3 separate regions of the Mus musculus genome follow, and regions 1 and 2 are each linked to region 3. The links are chromatin contacts, called in public Hi-C and HiChIP or PLAC-seq maps. All regions are on one chromosome and are shown on one strand. The core of a region is the stretch at or near the end of the contact, and the rest is flanking DNA. Distances in the headings are between cores, read along the strand shown. Region 1 overlaps Gas7 (growth arrest specific 7). Region 2 has its middle 100 kb from the start of Gas7. Region 3 overlaps 2310065F04Rik (RIKEN cDNA 2310065F04 gene).

Region 1 (3,216 bases), core at 267-2,766, 490 kb after region 3:
GCCTGGGATGGTCCCCCCTCCGCCAGGAGAGGAGAGCCAGACGGTCATCCTTCCACCCGGCTGGCACAGCTACTTGTCTCCTCAGGGCCGCCGTTACTATGTCAACACGACTACCAATGGTAAGTCCTGTTCAGGCGCAGCCTTTTCTAAGCCCCAGGATGTCTGCCTCTCCCTAGGGGTGCTTTTCTCCCTCCATTTCCACCTCTGGTTGGGGGGGCTTTTTCTTGCTAAATTTGACCCAAGGAAAGGTAACCTGGCATCTTAACCCTTTGACTCTAGAATTGTTTAACATATGCCCAGAGCTACAGCAGAGTCCTGCTCGTCCCTGGTGCTGGATGTTAGGGCTTGGGTCTGTATTCTGGAAGCAGTTCCAAAGGACAGCTGTCCAAGATTCCCAGAATCCCTGACACCTCACACCCACCTTCCTTTGAACTCGACCTTAGGATCTAGGATGGTTGGCCTCAGAGGCTAGTTCTACAGGTCAAGGTATTCCACACTGTCTAGGAACTCTGAACGTTCTAATGGTACTGAGGATCTAGAACAGAGGCTGAAAATACTCTCCTTAATTTCATTATAACACCTTTTTTCTCAATTGAAGTATCTCACTGGCTGCTGTTTTGTGGATTGTGCATTTGGTAATGGTGGGACTATGTGGGGCCATTCATCCTCCCCCTTAGCACGGAGGAACTGGAGCACTGGGGCACTGAGTCCCTGTCCCCACCCCTCAACTTCTCCATACCCTTTCCTTTCTTTTTCCTTTCTTCCTCTCTTCTCTCCTCATTCTTTTGAAACAGGGTCTCATTTGGTAAACCAGGTTGATCTGTAATTCACCATATAGCCCAGACTGGTCTTGAATGCATGGTAGTTCTCCTGTGACAGGAAGCCTTCCAAGTGCTAAGATTAGAAGCCATCAAACCACTCCCCACATATCTCTGAGTTGAATAGAACTGGAACGCCATATCTCCAAATAGTTAACATTTCCCTGGACTTCCCAAATGACTACAATGTGGAGATGATCTTTAAATGTTGTGCAGTATGGCTGGTCTTCTTACAAGTTAAGTGGGACACTGTTCAGGTTGAAGGTAGAAGAATAAGGTAACTGAAAAGTTCTGACCTTCCTATGCCTCTAAGGACTTTACCTCAAGACAACCAGGAGATGCAACACAAGGGAAGTTGGATTTGGTGGACATCCTAAACACGTGTGCTCAAGCAGGAGGTGAACTTCTGCCTGTTCTCCAGTCTTGGCTTCACCTCTGTCTTCTGCATCCATATGACGTCATACCTCTCTATCTTACCACCTGGGGTGTGGATGCTGTTGATGTGGTTTCTGATTTTGAGCCTGAACTGAGAGGGAATGCCAGTGAGAAGACAGGCAGAAGCCAAGACACAGAGAAGCCAACAGCTGCTACTTTGGGTGGCTGGCCTGCACATACCACAAGCACCCTAACCTGCTTGCTCAGCAGGGTGTCCTCCTCGAAGAGAGGTGACCAAGGTTTCTAGGAAAAAGGAAGTAGAGCCGTTTTTAGCTGTTCTAATCTCACACTTCCTCAAAACAGACACTTGAGCAGCTCCACCATGCTCAGGGAGCCTAGATGTTTCAGGGGGGCCTGTGGCTGTTTGAATGCACTCCCCCCTTGGGTAGCAACTACTTCAGTGTCATTTCCCAGGGGAGTGGGTGTCTGAACACAGATCTCCATCTGTGCAGTGCAGAGTTTGGACTGAATGAGCTCAAGAACAAGAATTTGGGTGGATTTGTTCTTATTTCAAATTAGCCAGTCTGTTGCGAAGGAAAATAGAGAAAGGGCCTTTCTAGGTGCTCTCTGCCTCTCTGTGTCTCTCTCTGTGTGTCTCTCTGTCTCTGTCTTTCTCTCTGCTAAAGAATAGTACATTCTCAGGGTTTAAAAGCCAGTGAATAAAAGTGAGATTCAAATCAACAATAAAAATCCCCAGTCATTTGGGGCTGAAAAGATGGCTCTGCAGTTAAGAACAATGGCTGTTCTTTCAGAGGACCAGGGTTCAATTCCCAGCATCCACTAGGCAGCTCACAACTGTCTGTGACTCCAGTTCCAGGGAATGTAACACCCTCACACAGACAAATGTGCAGGCAAGACACCAATGGCATAAGTTATTTCTCCAAGGTGAAACAAGCCAATTCAAGCTATGTTAGAGATTATATAAAAGCAGGCTTATTGGGAAACCACTCTGGAGCTGGAAGTTCACTGGTCCCAAGGAATGAAGTCAGGGAAGTCACTGTGGGAATGGAAACAGTGGAGAGGGAGAAGAGAAAGAGGAGAGAAAGAACACATGCAGAGAGAGAAAGAGAAGAAAGAGCAGAGGAGAGACCAAAATATCTGGATTATACAACAAAGAGCCTCAGGAGAAGAAGGGCAGCCCAGCCCCTGGGCTGGAAAGTTCAGGGTTGGGGCCAGGATATGACAGGTAGGGACTGAGGGATGCTGGGAGAACCTGGAGGCCAGTTCTGCTTTTTATGTTAAATATGCACCTCAGCTGTTTATTCTGGGGTCTGAAACCCAACCCAATGCACATACATTTTTTTAAATTAATTTGAAAATATATATATTGAAAAAGCCCCAATCACTACTTATCACTTATATCCTTTGAGACATTTATGTTCTCTATCTTCTAAGCATAGACATACCGGCATTTTAAAAATAAATTACAAATGTAATTCACTCTATCCTTTAAATAGTGAGAACAACTTATTGTAGACATTGTTCTACGCTTTGAGTATTTCTTTTATTTATTTATTTATTTATTTATTATTAGGTATTTTCCTCGTTTACATTTTCAATGCTATCCCAAAGGTCCCCCATACCCACCCCCCCAATCCCCTACCCACCCACTGCCCCTTTTTGGCCCTGGCGTTCCCCTGTACTGGGGCATATAAAGTTTGCAAGTCCAATGGGCCTCTCTTTGCAGTGATGACCGACTAGGCCATCTTTTGATACATATGCAGCTAAAGACAAGAGCTCCCGGGTACTGGTTAGTTCATATTGTTGTTCCACCTATAGGGTTGCAGTTCCCTTTAGCTCCTTGGGTAATTTCTCTAGCTCCTCCATTATGGCTTTGAGTATTTCTGTCTAACTCATTCTTTTAATCACTGTGCATTAGGAATGTGCTGCCGTTAATTTAATTACTATTCTACTTATGAATGGCCACATTTTATATCCACCGATGGTATCTGACAGCTTCCTT
Region 2 (3,240 bases), core at 575-3,074, 370 kb after region 3:
GATATTTTTGGTGGTTAATTCTGCCTTTCCAAATGTTGGCTCTTCATGAAAGTTACTGGTTCTGGGGAAAGCACTTGATGAAGGAGACAACAGACACAGATCTGTGCTCTGCCCTGGTCCAGAGGTTTGTCCATTCACAGTTTGCCCATCTCCTCAATGGGTCTTCAGCTCCTTGCCTTGCTTGCTCAGCCTTGCAGAACGTCTCTTATGGGACACAGGCGGGGAGTGCAAGGTTGGGCTCTCCAGCAATACCACTAGATGCCAGATGCAATCAGGTTTTGGTTCCCCATCTTTTCTTTGATTTCTCCCTTTATGTTTTGCTACATCCTCATCTGTGGTTGCTATCTGATGTGTCTAGATTCTGCTTTCCTTTCTCCTTCTCTGTCTTTTGCTGGCCTGGGGCTGCTGACAATGTGCTACGTTCAGTGCCCTGCAGCTGGAAGAAAGTGGAGGGCTGTCTCTGTGTCCAGCCACACTCAGCAGCCCTGGGTGATGGCAATGGCAGAGCATCAGCCAAAGCTGGGTGAGAGGACAGAGAATGTGAACCGTAGCAGTGTCATCCTGTCTCTGGCTTGGTTTCCAGACAAGCTTGAGGCTGTTTGTGGTCCAGGAAGGAGGCAGGTTGATGGGCTCTTGGCATGTAGAAAAATGCAGCCAGCAGACCTGGGGAATACTTGGGGAAGAGCAGCAGATGGGCGTGTTGCTTTGGGAATGCTGTGTCCTGAAGCCTCTGGAAAGTGACAGCTGTGGTCTTTGATTTCCCCTAATGTGTTTGTTCATGGTGTCTCTCATAGACTTGCTCTCTCCTCATTTAGCCCAAGATAGCTTGAATTTGCTATGTGGTTTAGGGTGACTTTGAACTTGTGATTCCCCTTGCCTCCACCTCCTGAGTGCTTCCCCTCGTGTGTGTGTTATCTCCATGCCTGATATATTCCGTGTTGTGGATTGAAACTAGGGCTTTGTACATGACAGGCTTGCACTCTACCAGTCAACCTATAGACTAGCCCAGTTGGGGGTTTTTGTTTGCTTTGTCTTGTTTTTGAGACAGGCTCTCCTTGTGTAGCCCAGGCTGGCCTCTAGTTGTTGATGTCTGGAGATCCTTAAACCTTAAGCCTGGGATTACAGATGTCGCCCATCATAGGCAGCTTGCCCCTCATACACTTGTGAATATAAGCAGTACAGAGCTTACTGTAAGTTGTCAAAGGCTTCATTTGTTTAGTCCTTAATGACTGCAGGGAGCGTTCTCATCTAATCTTCCAAACAGCCTGGAAAAGTGGATTCCAGTTCTCAGATAAAGAAACTCAAGACCCAGAGAGAGGCTGTGGAGTTTTCTCAGACCACACAGCCGGAGGTTCCAACGCTGCTTGGAACCAGTGTTCTTCTATGTTTTATCCTCCCTTGCACGGGCTGTCTGGTTTTAATAGCAGATAAGAACCATGTGGCTGAGTTTATTTAGGGAGATGGGAAATGAGTCCTGGAGTTGGTCTGCATTCATTTTGGAGAATATTTTTCCCCTAACTTTTTGCGATTCCTCCTCCTCCTCTTCTTCCTCCTTCTCCTCCTCCTCCTCTTCCTCCTACTCCTCCCCTCCCTCTACCTTCTTTTCCTTTGAGACACTGTCTTAGAAATTCCCATATATGCTAGGCTGGCCTCACACTAAAAACAATCTTTCTACCTCAACTTCCCAAGTGCTGGGATTGCAGAGACGGGCCACCACGCCCAGCCACATTTTAAGGTTTTTCAAGTCAGGAGGAAGTTCCGTGCAAGTCGCAGGTGGCTCTTCCTGTGACTCAACCAGTGCAGAGGCCTCTTTTCTCCACAGCGTTCAAGCCAATTTCCCTCTAAATTGGTATGTTCCTCATTTGCTTCCAAGGGTCTGGTCGAAGGAACTGCTATCCCTGTGTCTTGGTGACAGGCATGGAGCCAGCTGTGGAGGACCCTGCAGCCTGGGACAGAGTTTCCGATGCTCCGCAGGAGTGCTGCTTTGGACAGAGTTCCAGCAGCCTGGCTCAGGCTCCATCTGGCAGGAGAGGCTGCTGTGCTGGAGGGAGAACCCAGGGAAAGCTTGCCTGGAGGAAATTCAGTCAAGATGTTCGCTTTTAACACCTCTGGTCTTCTTCCAAACCAGAACAGGAAAAGATTCTTTCTTAAGGGGTAAAGAAAGTTTTAGGGTTTTCTGTGAATGGAGCCGAGTAGGGCAGATCCTACTAAGCTCTTTGTGGCTGGAGTAAAGCTGGAGAGAAATGCCTGGGAGTTAGAGGATCTTTTCTCTTGGCTGGGCCTCAGGCTTAGAAGACAGTTGATTCCCAGTGGCTTTTGCTGGCCCAACAACTGAAAGTGCCTAGTGGCCTCAGAGTTGCTAAGATCGGTGAGTGGGGTGAGTGGGAGCTGGCACAGTTGGGAGTGCTCTGAGGGAAAGAAATCCCCTGGGGTGACTTGAAGTCACCATTAAAGAGCCATTATACCTTTTCTTCCCTTTTAGAAGTCCCCTCAGATATCTGATAAGATAAGGGATTCTTTAGCCTAGACATGACTATATCCCTAAGGCTCAAAGCCCAAGTTAGGAAAATCTTGGACAGCAGATCCTGTTCACAAACAAACAAACAAACAAACAACCGCAAACACAAACAAAACAAGCCAGAAAGGTTGCTCCTGGAGCAGTTGCTCATTACACAAGCTGGAGCCCAGAAGCTGGAGACCACCATGATCAGATTCCACGGGGTCCCTGCTCTGCAGCCCTCGTCTATCTGCTTTAGTTTGAGACAACAAACAGAGCCGTCAAAACTAAGTAGACTGGTGACTTGGAAATTTGTAGATTTAGATGGATAGACAAACAAGGTGTCTTTAGGAGTGGACATCTGAGCGTTGTCCCTGAGACCTCGGGGAACAAATGCAAATGTGGATTTCTGGAATAAGGTTATCCAGTCAGAAAACATTTGAATGTGCAAAAACCCAGAGGCCTGAGCATCCTGGCATAGACAGCAGGTTAGTGTGGCTAGAGCAAATGGATGTGTGGGGGACTAAGCACTATGGAGAGGCACTGAGAGATCAGAGGGGCCCCTGGCCACCAGCACAGTGGAGACCTGACATTTAATTAGAATATCTTTTTTAAAAGATTACTTGTTTTAGATAGGGTTTCATTATGTAGGCAAGGTTGACCTAGGACTCACTGTATAGATCAGGCTGGCTTCAAACTCACAGAGATCCATCTGCCTCAGCCACCCAAGTGCTGGAATGAAA
Region 3 (3,162 bases), core at 558-3,057:
GGTGGCACCACCGCTCTGCCAGAAGCACAGTTCCCACAGATCTGTGATAATATTCCTCAGGTGCCAAGGGCTGAAGGTAGCTCCTGCAAGATGTGACTGGACAGAGAAGGACTCCCCACTACCTCAGCCTGCATTCATTAGAAAATGCCACAGCAATGCTGTCGGATATTCAAGTTGAGGTAAAAGCTCAAGAGGAAGCCTGTCACAATTTAAAATTTTGTTCATGGAGTTTTGAGTGTTAAGTATGAATCTTTTATTTGGTGTGTGTGTGTGCTCAAAGATGGAGGCTATGCCCGAAGATGAGCATGGGCCATGACATTGGGGCTGTGCCTAATGAGTTGCTATGGCAACAGATGCTCTTGCTGTTGTACATGGCCCTTTCTCTTTGTGAGGGCACTGGGCTAGGGAGGATTTCTGGCCAGCCACCATTCCTGGGTGTCCTGGCTGGTTTTGTGTGTCAACTTGACACAAGCTGGAGTTATCACAGAGAAAGGAGTCTCCCTTGAGGAAATGTCTCTATGAGAATCCAGCTGTAAGGCATTTTCTCACTTAGTGATCAAGGGCCCATTGTGGGTGGTGCCATCCCTGGTCTGGTAGTCCTGGATTCTATAAGAAAGCAAGCTGATCAAGTCAGAGGAAGCAAGCCAGTAAGAAACATTCCTGCATGGCCTCTGCATCAGCTCCTGCTTCCTGACTTACTTGAGTTCCTGTCTTGACTTCCTTTGGTGATGAACAGCAATGTGGAAAGTGTTAGCTGATTAAACCCTTTCCGCCCCAACTTGCTTCTTGGTCATGATGTTTGTGCAGGAATAGACACCCTGACTAAGACACTGGGCATGAAGCTGTTGAGAAGAGAGAACCATTGGTAGCCGCTAATGTCTCTCAGGATATATGTCCACATGGGAAGACTCCACTTTCCCTGTGAAGCCCCTTCTGCTGTCCACACCCCCTGAAACCCCTTGCCACTTCCCTGCCTGGCCAGGTTCCCCCCAAAACCCCGATACCCACAGTGCCCTCACCAGGATTCCTGTTAAAGCTCTAGTTAGTAGAAGGGGCAAGTTTTCTTGCTTTCTGGAACAATCCTTTGTCCTTCACATGGCCTATTTCTTTTCTGTAAGGTATGAAACGTGTTTTAATCACTCCTTTAGACTCCTTCCTCTCTTGGTCTGAGAAGACCCTTTTTCATTTTCTCTTCTGTCTGAACTGCATTCTCCATCCCTCCTACGATGCCCCTTCTCTGCTCTTCCCTTCTTTCTGTGGATCCAGGCTACACTGCAGAGGTGGAACGAAGAAAGGATGTCAAATAAGCTGCTCAGCAAACTCACAGGGACTAAGGGGCTCCGTGTGCTAACTGCCACTTCTAGCTTGGGTGGGGAGAGTCAGTTGGGGAGCTTTGTAAAACATGGATGTTTATGGTCGGGCCCTGTGGAATAAATAGATTCTTATGTCCAGCTACCTGGGCTGCTGAGGTAAGAGGATTACTTGATCCCAGGATTCAGACCCCAGCAGAGGCAACATAGCAAATACCTGTCTCAGCAAGCAAGCAAGCAAGCAAGCAAGCAAGCAAGCAAGCAAGCAAGCAAAATACCACCACCACCACCACCACCACCGAATTGCCCAGGTCACCCACAAGATCATCGAAACCAGAGTATGTGAGGCACAGTCTCCATACATCAGGAGTTTATAACACCCCCAAACCTCCATCTGAAAATGATTCCCAGCTGGTGGGAACTAGGGTATCAAAAAACAGACTTGGGTTCTGTTGAGCCTAAGCTGCCACCTACAGGCCAAAGTGGGTACTGTTTTCAGCTGCAGGAAGAGAGGGTAGGTGACTCAGAAGCTCTGAAACTCCAGAATCTGCCTTTCCGCTCCCCAATGCCCATCAGACAGCCGCATCATCCCGAGAAACTATGTCTTTTCAAAGCGAGAGAGTTTCCATGTCTGTGTCCCGCCCCCTCCATCCCAGAGTCTCCTTCTCTGCATGCCAGGCTAAGAGCACATCTAGAATTTAGTCTCAAACTTAAAAAACATACAGAAAATATGTGTTTATTTAAACAGTACTTTAAAATTATATTTCCCCGTCCATTCATTCTGCTCAGGGCGGGACTGGGTGGGTACTGAGTGACATCTTAACAGGTTGGTGTCACTGGGGACTCAATACCATATTCATATGTTAAGAGTGAGACATCTGTGCGCCTCTATTTCTTCATCTGTAACATGAATAATTATTGCACCCACCCTAGAGGATCAATGCTACAGCTCAGATAAAAGGCCCCACACAATAGTGTCTGATAGAAACAGCAGTTCCCAAGAGCTAGCTGAATTGTCTGACAATGGCAGGGCCAGACAAAGGCATGAGATACGCTGAATTCTGCTCCTTTTACTCTAATCACGTGACTTGATTCATGCAGGTGAATCAAAATGATCCTGAGACTCAAATACTGAGGGTATGTACTCAAACAAACAAACAAACAAACTGGTTAAGTCAGTCTCGCCATCCCCAACCTTTAAAACCAAGTTGCATTTTTGGAGAGTGCCACCAGAGGGCAGCGGTGAGCCACAAATAAATGGCCATGTTGTTGGACCAAGCACAGATTAGGGATGCTGCCTTGGTTTTAACCACCTGGGTTTTCTTAAGCCTGGAGTAGCACATCCGCTAGTTTGCCCGGGTCTGAGTCTAAATACTCTTCTGGCGTCCACCTACAACTTGGGACCGCGGTGACATCTTCAAGGTGGGGTTGGCTTTCATGTCCGTAACGGGTCTTCCACGTAACCGTTCTTTTCTCCTCACTCACTCACCTGCAAACATGGCAGATGGATCATAAAGTGCATCCCCTCTGCTTGAGAACCCATTCCCGTGTCTTTGCCCACGAACATCTCACGCTCACTAACGGGGGCCGGGGGGGGGGGTCTTGTCGCTTGGGAGATGCTCTCGGTGTCCGTTGAGCTCTGTTCCACCTACCATTCTTTCCTTAGTTCAAGACAGGTCCTACAAAGGGTTTGGTTTCTCCGACAGAGACTGCACTTCTGTGACCATTCCAGACTAGAGTGACCCAAGCATTGGGCAAGGCTGAGCACAACCCCAGGTCTCTCTTGAGAACAGTCCCCCAATCTCAAATCCCCAGAACACAGTCCATGCTCCCTGAGTGACGCCTCCTCCCT

Evidence for each region. A called contact is a pair of places that touch in the nucleus more often than the background predicts. HiChIP or PLAC-seq counts read pairs in DNA pulled down with a chosen protein or histone mark.
Region 1: a Hi-C map of cortical neurons shows a contact between it and region 3, with 4 times the contacts expected there. The contact joins two enhancer-like sites. A contact is called at or near these places in 1 of 15 datasets of contacts at CTCF or cohesin (the NIH/3T3 cell line), 3 of 484 Hi-C or Micro-C datasets (cortical neurons and ventral hippocampal neurons) and 3 of 115 datasets of contacts at active chromatin or transcription factors (astrocytes, embryonic forebrain and forebrain).
Region 2: a contact with region 3 is called in an H3K27ac HiChIP or PLAC-seq map of SST interneurons, with 8 times the contacts expected there. The contact joins two enhancer-like sites. A contact is called at or near these places in 1 of 15 datasets of contacts at CTCF or cohesin (the NIH/3T3 cell line), 1 of 115 datasets of contacts at active chromatin or transcription factors (SST interneurons) and 1 of 9 other capture datasets (embryonic stem cells).

What each region holds. Positions count from the first base shown.
Region 1 is chr11:67,603,110-67,606,325 of GRCm38.p6, forward strand. It overlaps Gas7 (growth arrest specific 7), which reads left to right. Exons shown (of 14, transcript NM_001109657.3): 2 at 1-119. Among named protein-coding and RNA genes, the nearest start is that of Gas7, 18 kb to the left of the region's middle. Within about 2 kb of position 1,517, at least 74 of the 459 cell types and tissues checked have an H3K27ac peak or open chromatin away from gene starts, as enhancers often do. A contact at or near this core is called in cortical neurons, where this site is marked.
Region 2 is chr11:67,480,502-67,483,741 of GRCm38.p6, forward strand. It overlaps a transcript of Gas7 not described here. Among named protein-coding and RNA genes, the nearest start is that of Gas7, 100 kb to the right of the region's middle. Within about 2 kb of position 1,825, at least 73 of the 459 cell types and tissues checked have an H3K27ac peak or open chromatin away from gene starts, as enhancers often do. A contact at or near this core is called in SST interneurons, where this site is marked.
Region 3 is chr11:67,110,409-67,113,570 of GRCm38.p6, forward strand. 2310065F04Rik (RIKEN cDNA 2310065F04 gene) reads right to left here. Exons shown (of 5, transcript NR_038055.1): 5 at 2,053-3,162. Among named protein-coding and RNA genes, the nearest start is that of 2310065F04Rik, 8.1 kb to the right of the region's middle. Within about 2 kb of position 1,808, at least 4 of the 459 cell types and tissues checked have an H3K27ac peak or open chromatin away from gene starts, as enhancers often do. A contact at or near this core is called in SST interneurons and cortical neurons, where this site is marked.